Regions from separate parts of the Mus musculus genome. Here region 1 is linked to region 2. Evidence: chromatin contacts called from public HiChIP or PLAC-seq data. All regions are on one chromosome and are shown on one strand. Each heading gives the region's core, a stretch centred on a gene start, on an enhancer-like site or on the middle of the called end of the contact. The rest is flanking DNA. Distances are from core to core; before and after follow the strand shown.

What was found. HiChIP or PLAC-seq counts read pairs in DNA pulled down with a chosen protein or histone mark.
Region 1: a contact with region 2 is called in a CTCF HiChIP or PLAC-seq map of pro-B cells, with 6 times the contacts expected there. The contact joins two enhancer-like sites. A contact is called at or near these places in 8 of 39 promoter capture datasets (the C10 cell line, the HPC-7 cell line, liver and 4 more), 4 of 15 datasets of contacts at CTCF or cohesin (CD8 T cells, embryonic stem cells and pro-B cells), 42 of 484 Hi-C or Micro-C datasets (8-cell embryo, B cells, CD8 T cells and 12 more), 9 of 115 datasets of contacts at active chromatin or transcription factors (the 230-238 cell line, T-cell acute lymphoblastic leukemia, embryonic stem cells and 2 more) and 2 of 9 other capture datasets (adipose tissue and embryonic stem cells).

What each region holds. Positions count from the first base shown.
Region 1 is chr10:99,193,799-99,200,805 of GRCm38.p6, forward strand. It overlaps Poc1b (POC1 centriolar protein B), which reads left to right. Exons shown (of 12, transcript NM_027740.7): 12 at 2,828-4,276. The coding sequence ends at 2,932. Among named protein-coding and RNA genes, the nearest start is that of Gm34574, 35 kb to the right of the region's middle. Within about 2 kb of position 4,408, at least 89 of the 459 cell types and tissues checked have an H3K27ac peak or open chromatin away from gene starts, as enhancers often do. A contact at or near this core is called in CD8 T cells, the N1E-115 cell line, microglia and 2 more, where this site is marked.
Region 2 is chr10:99,412,679-99,419,965 of GRCm38.p6, forward strand. No RefSeq gene overlaps it. Among named protein-coding and RNA genes, the nearest start is that of Gm34983, 43 kb to the right of the region's middle. Within about 2 kb of position 4,568, at least 37 of the 459 cell types and tissues checked have an H3K27ac peak or open chromatin away from gene starts, as enhancers often do. A contact at or near this core is called in CD8 T cells, the N1E-115 cell line, microglia and 2 more, where this site is marked.

The DNA.
Region 1 (7,007 bases), core at 3,158-5,657, 220 kb before region 2:
TGAGCACGGGAGAAAGAGCAGGGCCAGCCTCTTGCCCAGAGTGACTAGTTCAATCTCAGAGGCTCCTGCGTGGACATCACCTCTGGTCGCAGCTCTAGCTCTGCCCCTGTCACTGGAGTGCTGGAGCTTAGGCAGTGCCCAGGTCTCACTTCCACAGGCTCCATTTCCTTTCTCTGGAGTAAAACCTTTCTTTGTAAAAACTAGAGAAGATGTCACCTCAGGGCCCTGGAAGTTACGTGCCTATGGTTGTGGAGTTCTGTCATACAGTGTGAAAGACCCGTGTGAGACTTTGCAGTCTTATTTGTTCACTAAAAATCATACTAAATTCACGTGTTTTCACTTTAACATTGTGTGCTACAGGTGACCCACCTGTGTTTACCAGACATCCTTCCCTTTAGAAACTGTTAACCTCTCAGATGCCAGATTCAATTTTAGTTGACAGGACTTCCTTCCTGTTACTACTCAGTCAAGTCCTCTTTAGGACTCTCCAACTGAGTCCTCCCCTCCCCCTCCTCCTCCCCCTCTGCCCCTCCCCCTCTACCCCTCCCCCTCCCCCCACCTTTCTACCTGGTTCACAGTTAATGGACCACTTTCTGTCTCACTAAATTCCCCTTTGGGTGTGTTATGGTTAACCTTAAGGAGTTCATTTCCTTTTATATATTAAGGGATTGAAGGCAAGGCAGAGCATGCCTGCAGAAGAAAAGAAGTCTGTCTAGGCAAGTCACAAGTAAAGCAAATGTGTTCCAAGCCATCACCTAAGCTGCAGGATGTCTAACTATATTACAGAGAGAGGAGAGAGGCAAAGTCAAGTAGACTTGGGGGCTGATAGAGGAAGTATAATCAAAGATAATATAATGCACACATCAACAACTTTAGCATGTATAACTGTAATAACTATCTGACAAGTTACTTGGTACATAATAGACATTTAAGAAAATATCAGCATCATGATTATCTTTATATAATGATGAATTGTTCTATGGAATATGAAAGCGAAAGCTTTTAAATGATGACTGTTACCTTCAAAGAAGGAAGGAAGGACAGTCACTTCCTTATCTTGACATTTATCTTGTTTGCCTTTCCTGTATGAACCCTATTACTAGATGACTAAGTAGTCCATCAATAAGCGAATTCTCCCTCCCTCCCCCTCTCTTCCCTCCCTCCCTCCTTCCTCTTCCCCTCTTTCTCCTCCACCCCCTCTGTCTCTCCCCCTTTTAAGAACACTTACTTATTTTGGCAGTGCTGGTGCACACCTTTAATCTCAGGACTCAGGAGGCAGAGGCAAACAGATCTCTGTTAGTTCGAGGCCAGCCTGGTCTACATAGAGTGAGTTCCAGGACAGCCAGAACTATACAGAGAAACCCTTTCTCGAAAAACAAAAAATACGAACAACAAAACTGAAAACCCCTCTTATTTACACCAACTAAGTACACAAACTAAGAATTTTAGTGCTAAGTTATCATTCCACTCCCTAGTGACTAGTCAGTGAACATCCCTGAAGGGGAGACACCGGGCACTTTCACTGTGCCCTCTCATGAGGAGATAGATCACCTGCTGCCACCTCAGACGACAGGTTGAGCTGTGTGCTAACTGGGTAGTCCCTGCAGTACAGATCAGTATAAATGTCACGGATAGACAAACGGCCCGAGCCTGCTAGTGGTTGAGAGTCAAGAAAAAGGGAGAGGTGTGACCATTTGGGAATTAAAACCATAAGTGAGCCGGTGATTTAAAGCTGGGCATAAAGGAGGGTACGGGATGAAACCGTGGAAGCCACTCAGAAAGTTCTGGATGTGGCTGGGAATGTCAGCTGGTCTCTTAGGAAGACTTACCATGCAACATGCAAGTTTCATGTGGCTTCCTGGTCTACATTTCAGTTTATAATAAAAAGGGGGGTTTGTTTTTTGTTTTGTTTGTTTGTTTTTTTTTTTTTTAAGAAAAGCTAGGGCTAGAGAGATGGCTCAGAGGTTAAGAGCACTGACTGCTTTTCCAGAGGTCCTAAGTTCAATTCCCAGCATCCACATGGTGGCTCATAACCATCTATAATTAGTTCTGATGAGCTCTGCTGGAGTGCAGCAGACAGAGCACTCATATACATAAAATAAATAAATCTTTTTTTAAAGCTATAAAAGTCTGGTCAACAACACAATTATTTTTCCCAAGTTTAACATCTACAGTGTGACGGTATTATTACACGCACACGTCGTTCTATGCTGAAGGAGTTAGGAGAACCTCAGTCCACTGTGTCCTGTGTGTCCAGCAGCCTAAGACACTCCTGATTCATCAGTCCTCCTGCCAAGCTGGTGGCAGCCATGGTGTTTGTGTAGCAGTCTCCCTTCCACCTTTCTGTAATGCTATAAGGATGGCCACTACAGGGTGGACTGTGACAAAGTGGCCACTGGTAACACGTCAGTAGTGCCTACACCGGGAACGTGTGCTTTAACCTGTATGGCTTAGAGGACTGGGGATGACTTCATCTCTGACCCTGAGTTTTTAGACCATAGGCAAGGATATTCTCCGGAGGCCTGGGCTCAGAGCCCTCTTTCTTCATATTCGGCAGGTTTTTGGTTGGGGTTTTGGTTGGGTTGGGTTGGGTTGGGTTGGGTTGGGTTGGGTTGGGTTGGGTGGTTTTCTTTTAGTTTCCTCCATAACTGATAGTGCTTTGCTCTGCAGGCAGGCTCGGTTTTTTTTAGCCAGTTTGGGGCCAGGTGTTTGATATCCAGGCCCTACAAGAGCCTCATATGGAGGTGCGCTTACTGTCCCCCTCATGAGCAGGGTCTCAGGCTCTGACGCCGTTGTTTTTTTGTTGTTGTTGTTGTTTTGTTTGCAGACTGTTTCAATTCTGGAGCAGCGACTGTCTTTGACAGAAGATAAGCTGAGAGACTGCCTTGAGAATCAGCAAAAGCTTTTCAGCGCTGTCCAACAGAAGAGCTGAGCAGGGAGGGCCGTGAGCGAGGTCAGGTCAGTCGCCAGAAGACGGGCTCACACACTCTGGAGGTAGCCGAGGCCTTCCACACCCCTGCCACGCACTAACCGATTCTTCAGAGGGTGAGCAACGAAACCGAAAAGGTTCCAGGCATTCTCAGGGACTGACTTAAACACACAAATCAATGTCAAGGATCAAGTTATGCTCCTCCCAGGTCTAATTGCAGTAATAAAGTTATGAACATTTTAATCACCCCATTTCCCCCCTCCCCCATATTATTTGAAATGTCAGCTTTTATTTAACATGCAGATCCCCACCAGGAAAGTAAGCGGACCTCTAGATTTTATTGTTGCACCATCGCAGAATGACCATGCCCAGGCAGTTCCTGAAGGTAATGAATGTGTTTCTTAGGTGAGCACAGCCTTGAGGGGAAACCATTCGCTTGCTTTCAGATAGCATCTGAGATGTAGAAAACTGAGCTGGCTCGTAGTTCTTTCAGGTCAAAAAGAGTCTGCCTTGAAACCATGCTCCCTCCCTCAGTATTGCCACAGCAAGAATCAGCTGCTTGTGATTAGCAAGCGTGCTCACGTGACAAGGCAGGCGTTTTCCTTGTCTGGTGGGAACTGCATGGGACGTGCGCATCTCTGGTGTTACAGGTGAACACACTGAGTGGTCTGGGTCATACTGAACCTGTGGCCACAGCTCACAGAGATTATGCCTGTGTGCTTTCAGTACGCTAAAAAGCCAAAATGATGAAAAGGATGCACACATGAATCACATGTATTATTGCTTAAGGTGATTCTGGTGGCTGAAATAAGTGCATTTTTATTTAGGAAAAAAAAAAGTGCATCGTCTATTTTAGTTTAATGAATTGTGATTTGAAATGAAAATGGGTCAGGCATTCTAAAAGATCTTGAACACAAGTTAAGAACGTTTCTCTATCTTAAACAAAATGGAAATCAAAGTTAAAAAAAAAAAAAGGCAAATTCAAGGCAGCTGGCTCTGGGCACACAGAACAAAGGCCGGCACGGCTGTGTAGCAGGGGCAGATGCCATCTGTGTACAGAAAAATGGAGAAACAATGGTGTGGGAATGGAGAGGTTGTTCTCCAAGCGGTTTCGGTTTTGTGCCTCTGAGCTGCTTTTCTCTTCTGTCTCCTGTGTGTTGTAAGTGCCTTCTCTGTCCTGTGAGTGTAACCATCTTGACATTTTTCCCAGCTCACAAAACTAAGTGGCCATGTATTTTTATACCTTCATTGAGAAGACGACATAAAAAAAAATGAAATGTAATGCCAACTTTTGTTTCCTCTTTTTTATGCTTCAAACAATAAAGACACTTCTCTTTTTTAAAAAGATCAATGTCTTCTCTTTTTTTAAACATTGACAACCTTGTCACTGACCCTATTACCGCAGTCCTGTGGGCCCCAGTGTGCATAGCAAGCTCCTGAAGGGTTCCCAGCTCTCGATCTCTAACCTTATCTCTAGTGCTTGTGACTCATCAGTTGCAGAAGGGGCCCTGCGTCTGTAACAAGCTTAAGCTGATTTGGTTGCTCCAAGCCTGGGGCCCCCATTTAGAGATCAGTGATCCAGCTTCCGCTGGTTCCGTCCCCACAGCCTGAGGGGACCACACTTTCCTCATCGCCACAGAACCTCGATAAGACCAAAAGTCCTAGCCAGGCAATGGTGACGGACAACTTCAATCCCAGCACTCAGGAGGCAGAGGCAGGCTGATCTCTTGGGTTTGAACACAGCCTGGTCTCCAGGATGAGTTCTAGGACAGGCAGGGCTATGCAGAGAAACCTCGGTCTCGGAAAAACAAAGGGGGGGGGGGGCAAAAAGCCCTGAAACTTTTCCAAGAGGGTCGTTTTCTGATTTCCCTACCCCTTTCTCCTTGCTCTTAAGAAATTCCCTCCAGCAACAGCAGCACCTTCTGCTTCCTAACTTGAGTTTCTCCCCTCTGAGCTCCCCAAAGAAGCTGAGCTGCTAACACACACACACACACACACACACACACACACACACACACGTAGTTCCCTCACTGGTACATGGAGGCAGGAGAATGAGGATATCAAGGCAAACCTGGGCTATATTAAAACTTTTGTAGAGATAGGGCCTCAATTATGGAGCTCTAGCTGACTTGGAACTTGCTATGTGGACCTGGCTTGCCTCAAATTCAGAATATCTACCTGCCTGTGACTCCCAAGGGCTGATATTAAAGGCACGAACCACCACGCTTAGAAAAAAACCAAAAAACCCAAAAAGTTCTTCATTGGCATCGCCAAATGCCATCCCAGAACACCACATCACTAGGAGCTCTTTGCTTCATCTTCACCACCTCAAGAGTGACTAACTTCCTTCATTGCCCAGATTCAACACGTGGAGTCATTCTAACGGCTTTGTCTCACTAACAACAGTTCAGCCCTTCAGGAAGGCTTTATCAAGTATATAAAACACCCAGTCACTCCTTACCACCTCCGTTTCGTGAATAATCCAAATCTCTGTCATCTCTATCGCTGTCATCTCTTGCCTGGATCATTTTTCAGGTGACCCATAACTTGTCTCCCTCCGGTCACCCCTTCCCATGCTCACACAGCTGGCTAGCGTGGTTCTAGGAGAGCAAGAGTCAACCAAGCGCCTCTCTCTCTCTCTCTCTCTCTCTCTCTCTCTCTCTCTCTCTCTCTCTCTCGGTGGTGACACAGACCTACAATCTGAGTGTTCACCAGGCTGAGGCAGGAAGCCAGATGGGTTGCCAAGAGAGACTTGTCTAAAAGGCTATTGCAACCAAGCATGGTCCCATCTTAGTAACAAAGTAAAGGCTAGTGAGGAAGACTAGTAAAGTCTAGTAAGACTAGTAAATAGTAAAGGCTCTAGTCTTAACTACACATTGTCCGTCCACCCCCAACCCTTGTATCCCTTCCTCTGGGTAAACACCATTACGCTTACCCCTCCCCCTTGGGCCTCCCTTGATTGGAATTGTCTGCCTTGAGGGAGTTAGTTCTCCATTCAGGTTCCTTTCACTTCCAGACTCCCAGACTGAAATAGGAACCCTCCCTATACTTCTTACACCCCAGCCTGGCTTCCTCCAGTGTGCATACCCTCTGATCTACCTGCCTCCTGCAAACCTGACTTCCAGGCCGGAGTTCTGCCTACCACTCCCTACTAGAACCCTAGGGCTGAGAACAAGGCCCAGATTGTAGTGAGCCTTGCTCAGGGGGTCCCAGACAGAGGAAGGCGGCTCTTTGCAGCAACTCTGCTCTGGCAGGGGCTTCTGAGAAGAATGCCCGAGCGGCCCATTGCAAGAATCTCAGTGTTAAGTGAGGTAATGAGTGACTCTGAGTCCTTGGGATATCTGGGATCAAGGGAGAACACCTACTGAACCAATGTGTCACATCGTTTGAGACTGTCACTTTCTCCTTAATAACCTGTCCAACCAATGACATGGTAACTCCCACCAACAGTTCTCAAACCTCTCTGCCTAGCTGCCGCTTAAGATTTTCTGCCCCATATAAATTCTTCTCCTGGACTCATCCAAGTTGTATTAACAGATGTAAAGGTTTCCTGCTAGCTTGGGGTTCCTGTCAAATGATTATAGTGGAGCGTAGTAAAAAAAAAAAAATTATTGGCCTTTTTATTACTTTTAAAATTTTGTTTGTTTTGAAATAGAGTCTTGCAAAGTAGCCTCAGCTGGACTCAAATTCAGGATCCTTCTGTCTTGTCCTCCTGAGGCCTGGAATCACAAGCACATGCCACCCCATGCGCAACAGTATTTCTTTTTTTTTTAATAAACAGATAATTATATGTATTTGTGAAGTTTACAGTGATAGTGCATGTGTATAATATAGAATACTCAAATCAAATTAGCTTTTCCATCCCCTTAAACAGCTATTGGTTTTTGTTTTGTTTAGTTTTATTATGCATACTTATTGTTCATGACATTATAAGAGGACATTTTCATGCAAGTGTATATTATACATATTCTCTATATGCTCATTCCCCTGCTATTATTTATTTGGGTGGACACTAACTCAGGAACCAGGCCTCACCACACTATAAAATGTTTGAGTCTCACCCAGCAACACACACAAG
Region 2 (7,287 bases), core at 3,318-5,817:
GAGAAGAGAAGAGAAGAGAAGAGGAGAGGAGAGAAGAGAAGAGAAGAGAAAAGGAAGAAAGGAGAGAGAGCACTTAGCTTTTTAATAACCACAGAATCAGGACTTTATAAGTCCTAGTTTTCATTAGTACTTTATTTCTTTATAATTAAGAAGCCTGATAGAGAGATTGTGAATGTTTATTTTATTTTATTTTTTTTACCATGTACACAGTCTTTTAATATGGGCAACTCCTTGTGAGGTCTGGCTTGAGCATCTCTGGATTTCCCCCAAGAGTGCCTCAGGTGAAGCCACGAGCAGGTGCAGCCAACCATATGTTTGTTGATTCCTTGGAGATGTTCAGCAACTGAGTGATGCGTGATCTATGACCAGACTGCTGCTCTGAGGGTCAGGTGCGGAACATTTGTGAACTATTTAGGAAATAAGTTACTTGGCTCGACTTGTGTACAAGGTTTACAGAATAATAAAGACCTAAGATGGAGGGAAGAATTCCCCCCTCCCCAGCTCGTCTTAAAACCACCTTGAATGTGATTATTGATGCAACCTGTAGATGTAATGATATTAATGATTACAAAATATTCACAAGTGTACATGAAAATGTAGAGTGGTAGCCAGAAGACTTATACCACCATCTCTCTCTTAGATGGCTGGACTCGCCTCTTAAGTGGTTTTCTTGCTTTGGCTATGCATTTATTATATCCATAACACAATGGCTATAGTGATCTTGTTACAGTATGAGTGGATCTCTGCTCAAAAACTTCCCAATGGTTCTCTATCATACACAGAGTACAAGTCTTATAATGGTCAGCATACTTTAAGTTTATCTCCTCTCAATTCCATCTGCTATGTTTATCCTACCCTTCCCTGTAGGCATAATGTTACTGTTTCCCATATAAAGATAATTCTTGTATTACTCAAATGTTGACTTCTGTGTCCCCATGTTTGGTTGTAGTCCTTACTCTGAGACTCTCCTGCCTCCATGTGGTATAAACATTGCTCTCCAGTTATTCCCTGATTGGTCAATAAAGAGCTGATCAGCCAGCGACAGAACAGGGAGAAAATAGGGCTGGACTTCCTCCCAGCAAGGGGATCGAGAGGGAGAGAAAGGAAGTGGAGATTCAGCCAGGAGAAAAGGGTCCCCGAAACATCATAAAAACATCTGGAACAGAGAAAGTCACACAATGCAAGCATCTCAGGGATTTTGCCAGGTTAGTTTATCGGATTAAAATAGATTAACACTGCTCATTCATTGTGCCTCAAAGCTGTTCAATAAATAAAATAGTCTTTTCTCAATTATTTGGGAGCTAGCTGGGTTAAGAAAAAAATGCAACTAACATATGCCCTTGCTGAACACACACAGTTTAGGCAGTACTTATACCTGACATCTCTAATGTTGCTTCTTTGTTTAATTTCTTTCTTTCTTTTTTTTTTTTTTTTTTTTTTGGTTTTTGGAGACAGGGTTTCTCTGTGTAGCCCTGGCTGTCCTGGAACTCACTTTGTAGATCAGGCTGGCCTTGAACTCAGAAATCTGCCTGCCTCTGCCTCCCAAGTGCTGGGATTAAAGGCGTGTGCCACCATGCCTGGCTATTTGTTTAATTTTTATACCAAACATTTATCGCCAACTAACACTCTCCATGTTGTCAGCCCTTATAGCATTCTTTGTTTGTGTTAGCCTGGTAGATAACAAACTCTAACAGGATAAGGATTTCTTTTGTGCACCCGTGTGTTCCTGTTCTGTAGTGCCTAGTACTGTGTGGTATGCGTGTTGGGGACCAGCCGTGGTTCAGCATCCTCTGTTTCCTCCCTCAGAGTGACCAGGTGCTGGAAGGATGAAGCAGAGTTTGGAATGGGTGGGGTCTGCAGGCTCCAGGTTTGGCTAGGAGTGGGTGGGGGGATGGGAGGGTAGGAGGGTGGGATATACCTTCTCCAAAGAAGGCCTTCTCTGAGGATTTTAATGTTATAGCTCTTTTAGACTACATCCAACGGAGCAGTTCTCTTAGATAATCTTCAGAAAGACAGCTGGTGTGCGTACACCTTATACACCAAGGGCTATATATGAATCTTGGAGAGTGGGAAGGAGTTTTCAGGGTGAATGTAAAATCATTGGCTAGAGTTTAAAGTACTATGAATGCCCTGCTGGAAAAAGGGGAGTCCCCCATTTTGTACCAAGTTCAGAGGTAGACTTTGACCTTAATTAGCAGGATTTCCAAACAGTACTGAGCCCAGTTTTTAAAATCCCTCAAGAAATATTTATTCAGTTACTTTTAAAGTTATACATATATACATATATGTATGCATGCGTGTACACACATGTCTACTAAGGCACAAAGCGTGTAAAGGCCAGAAGACAACTTTGTGTTTCATTTCTCACCTTCTACTTCATCTGAGACTGAACCGTTATGAGCCACTATGTCAGGCAAACTATTGGTACATGAGCTTCCATGGCATCTTCTGTCCTCACCTCCATGTATGAGAACTAGAATTACAGGCGTGCCATACTATATCTGGCTTCACCTAGGTTGTGGGGAATCTGGCCTCAGATCCTCACGCTTGCTGCCTAATCCCTTAACCATCACCCTCCTGAGCCACTGCCCAAGACGGTAAACTGAAGGTGTGCAGGGTGGTTCTCTCACACGCTCGTCATGATGTAGCTATGGCTAGTGAAGCCATCACTACAGTAAAGCAGGCTAGCATCCTCGCCGTTTCCTGTGTCCACCTTTCCACCTTTCCTGAATATAGGAGACCCTGTTAGAGAATTCGCATCATCTCTCATGCTATCAAGCATGCGATTATCCATCTATTCAATAATATGGTAGGAGAGGAAACGACACATAGCCCACCATTCCAGAGATTTGTGTTGTGTGAATTGCTGTGTGGGTTTTCCCAGATGCTATAAGGGGAAAGATTTTATTTTCATGATGCACTATGAATATCCTTTCAAGTTTACAGAACCTCTAAGCACTCTAAACTTTTAGAAATTTATTTTACATCCGATTATTATTTTCAAAGATATTTAAGGAAGAAATAGAAAGTTATTTTCAAAGTTTTTTTTTCTTAAAGCTGAGGTAGAAAAGAGTTCTAAACATCTCTGCAGTAACTGGATTTTATATTCTAAATGTTTCTTCTCACACCAATGATCAAAACAATATTACATTTAACATACCTTTTAGGCATACTATAAATATGAGATTATTTTACTAAAACGTTACTTGAGTTCTTACCTAATTTTAGTTCTATATTTGGTCTCATTATAATTTGACTCAGGTCTCTTCAAAAATCAATGTTCCCAGTTTGAGATTTCATTAGCTACTTACTTATGACTAGAGGTGTGATTATCTAAAATTTCCTGCTTCGTTCTTATGAGCGCTAGATCAGATTTGAAAAGTAATTATCCCATTTAATTTTAATATTTTTCCATCTCTGGTTATGAAGTAAGCTAAGAAGGTATTTATTCAATCAGAGAAGTCCAGATCCTCTACGTTTTAATATGGTTCTTGAACTTACGGTTTTTACTTGAACTTATTCAAAGTAATTTCTCAGTTACTTGGTGGTTTTCATTTTTAAAACCAGCATGACGGCTCCCCTGCAGTTCTGTGACTTAACTGGGGACCCTTTACTGTACTTTCTCTGTGAAGGAATTGCATCAGCTTGGGTTGGTCACACAGTGTCGGCCACTTTTCATGCAAGCAAGGCTTGCTGGAGCCACGTGTCCCAGCCCAGAGCAATCAGTGAGGGCTTTGGCATGCTCCTCTTGCTAATCACAGGAGGTTAACGAAATTGTAAACTCTGAGATAATGTTACTTTGGGAAGAGACCTGGGTCCAATTATCACGGGCAATTCTCAAATGGAATTAAAATTAGGAAGAAGGAAGTACCAGTTGATTGCGATCTGGCCAATCTCAGCGCTGCAAGGGTCAGATGTTTTGTATTTATTCAGGTTGTAGTTCACTCGTCCACAGCTATAGTTGAAATTAAGACCTCATTTTGGGGAACGTGTGATCATTCCCTGGCATGGTCTGCCTGTTTTCTTTAAAAGAGATGCATCAAATTGGAAACTGGATGAACCGAAAATCAATGAGCAGGAAAGGAACGAAAGGTCTAATTTGTTAAGAAATTACACTGATGATAATTGATAAAAATTTGAGGGAGAAATCAAAAAGAATTTTTTTCCTAAGGTAAATTGCAAAGGTGGAATTAGAAAAAAAAAATTCCCTCAGTTTTAATATCTCATCTGCATTCAAATTAGGTTTTATTGTATTCTTTCAAAACCACAAAAACAGATAATTATCTCAAAAGGATGTTATAGAAATTGCCACTTCAAAACAGAACCACCAAGGCCCTGCTTGCTACTTGGGTAGGCAGGAAGTGAGTTTGAAAAAAAAAAAAAAACCCAACACACAGAAACACTAAAACTTTTCTTCTTTTCTTTGTGACACTTTCTGACTAAGATCCAGACAATCTTTGAAAAATCTTAAAATAAGGATCTTCCATCTTCTTTAGATGTCAGGGTGAAGAAAGCACAAAGCTCCCAGAAGTCTCTCAGTGACAAGCACTGCAGTTGTCTGCAGGCCCCGTCAGGAAGGCATTGTGTTCTGCCCGCATTAACAGAGTTCCTCGTAGGTGGTGGGTGCCAAGATCATCCTGGACTCAGGAACCAGATTTTAGTGGGGGAAAAACATCTAAAAGGAAGTGAAAATGAATTGAATACCAAACTTTTTTTCTGTTTTTTTTGTATGTGTGTGTGTATGTATGCACATGTTTATGTAAGTGTGTTCATGAGTGTGTGCTTATGTATATACATGGATATAAATAGATTCGTTTGTATGCATGTAGAATCCAAAAAGTTGAAGTCTGGTATTTTTTTTAATCACTCTTTCTTTTGTTCTTTCTTTCTTTTTTTCTTTCTTTCTTTCTTTCCCTTAACAATTAAAAAGTTTAATTAAAATATAATCATTTCATTTCCCCCCTCCTTTTGTGATGGTTTGAATGAGAATGGCTCATGTAGCAGGGACAGCAGGGCTGCCTCTTTGTAAACGCTGTCCCCACCCCCATACTCCCCCCTCCCGCCATCCCACCCTCGCTCCGCCCCCAAGCAGCTCCTGCAGGAGGACCTGTTTGAGGACTGCTGAGAGACCAAGGATTGCTCATGCAAAGAGTGCCAGCCAATCAGGAACTGCTATTTGGAAGAGGTGTTTTCTTGGGACCAATGGGGGCGCGGGTGGAGGGTATTAAAGGAGTTTGCTGCAGGTTTCTCACCTGCTCTGTGTCATTGATTCTTCACCAGCTCGGTTCCAACCCCCAAGGGCAGGTAGAGTCCTTTGGAGAGCTGTCCAGAGCACAGGCAACAGGACTACATAAGCTCATGTATTTGAATATTTGTCTTCCATTTGGCGGCTGTTTGGGAGATATTAAGAGGTGTAGTCTTGCTGTGGGCCAGTTTGAGGTTTTCAAATCATCTCACCATATCTATTGCGTTCTCTCTCTCTCTCTCTCTCTCTCTCTCTCTCTCTCTCTCTCTCTCTCTCTCTCTCTCTCTCTCTCTCTCTCTCTCTCTCTCTCCTGCTTGCTCATTGAGACGTGAGCTTCCAGCATCGCTCCAGAAACCTGCCTCTTGCTCCCACTGTTCCACCATCATAGACTCATTCTATGAAACCATAAGCCCCAAATAAACTTTTTTTTTCTATGATTTTCATGAACATAGCATCTTATCCCAGCAATGACAAAGCAGCTAAGACTCCGTTCCTCCCTCCAACCTCTCCTGTGTCCTCTACCTTTGACATTTTCCGTGTTTCTCTCCTTACTTCCTTTCAAATTCATGGACTCTTTTTCATTATTGTCACACACTGAGTGTTGTTTGTGTGTATGTGATTTGAGGGGATACCATTTGGTGTTGGGTAATCAATTAGGGGGCTCATTCAAGGGGAAAACTAATTCTCTCATTTGTTGCCTGTGTTTGGTTTCAGAACTTCACCCCCCACCCCCCAAAAAGGGACTGAGGTACAGATTTTACATATCAAAGCAGGTTCTCCCAGCATCCCTCAGTCCCTGACTGGCATACCCTGCCCCCAACCTTGAATTTTCCAGTCCAGGGGCTGGGCTGCCCTTCCCCCAGGGACTCTTCCCTACATAATGCAGAGATTTTGATCTCTCTCTTCTCTCCCTCTCTCTGCAAGAGCATCCTTTCTTTCTCTTCTGCCTCCTCTCCCTTTTCTCTCCCCATGGTGACTTCCCTGGCCTTGATCTTTGGGTCCCCAAGAGCAGCTTGCAAATAAACCCATTTAGTGTAATCTAACGTGGCTTGAATGGACTCATTTCACTAGAATAGGCATTTTGTCACTTAAAGAACTTGAGGCTCAGCCAGCAGTCAGAGAAGGAATTCAGTATTAATTTATACTGATTATATTAATTTACATTAAATTGTATCTCCAAATATGAGGTTCTTCATATTTCCTAGAATGTTCAACAAGATACAAAGTTATATATATATATATATATATATATATATATATATATATGTATATATACATATATATATGTGTATATACATTTATAGATATATACACATATACATACACACATATATTCACACACATGTATGGCTATCTATCTTTATATACAGATATATAAACCATATATAAGCCATTCATATGAAATTATGTACTCTTTATAGACCAAATAAAATGTATATTTGATGCATTTCTTTACGTTTTCATTGAATAGAGTCTATGTTTCATTGCTCCCTGTGGGAAAAAAAATGTGATGACAGTGTAATTCACTTCTTTATGGAACCAAAGTTAAAAATACTCATAACTCCGATAGTTTTGGAATGGTACAAAGCATTACTAAAACTAACATCTAATTATATACAAATACACTTATTAGTGCGTATGTCTGAATGTAGAATGCAATAATAATCAGGCATCGAATCGGATGCTAATTATAATCTTCTGAGTGGAGAGGCACTGTGACGTGGAACAGAGCAACAGCAGCACGTCGGAGCTGCATAATGAATCCAAACAACACTTGGCAAAATAAGTGAGCCAATTACAAATGTGTAATTACTGATTGAATCATTGCTTGAGGGTGATTAATGGTGAGAAGAGAGGGAAAGAGGATGTTTTCGTCCTATTGTGGTTTGGTACTAAATGTGAGAAGAGGACTCTCCAGGAGGATACTGGAGGAACAGCAGACATTTCAGGTTGGAGTCATTGCTCTTGTCTAGGCCATGGGTGGTCAGGCTTCTGTGCTTGAAATGATATGAACAGGAACCAGCATTTGAAGTCAAAGATGA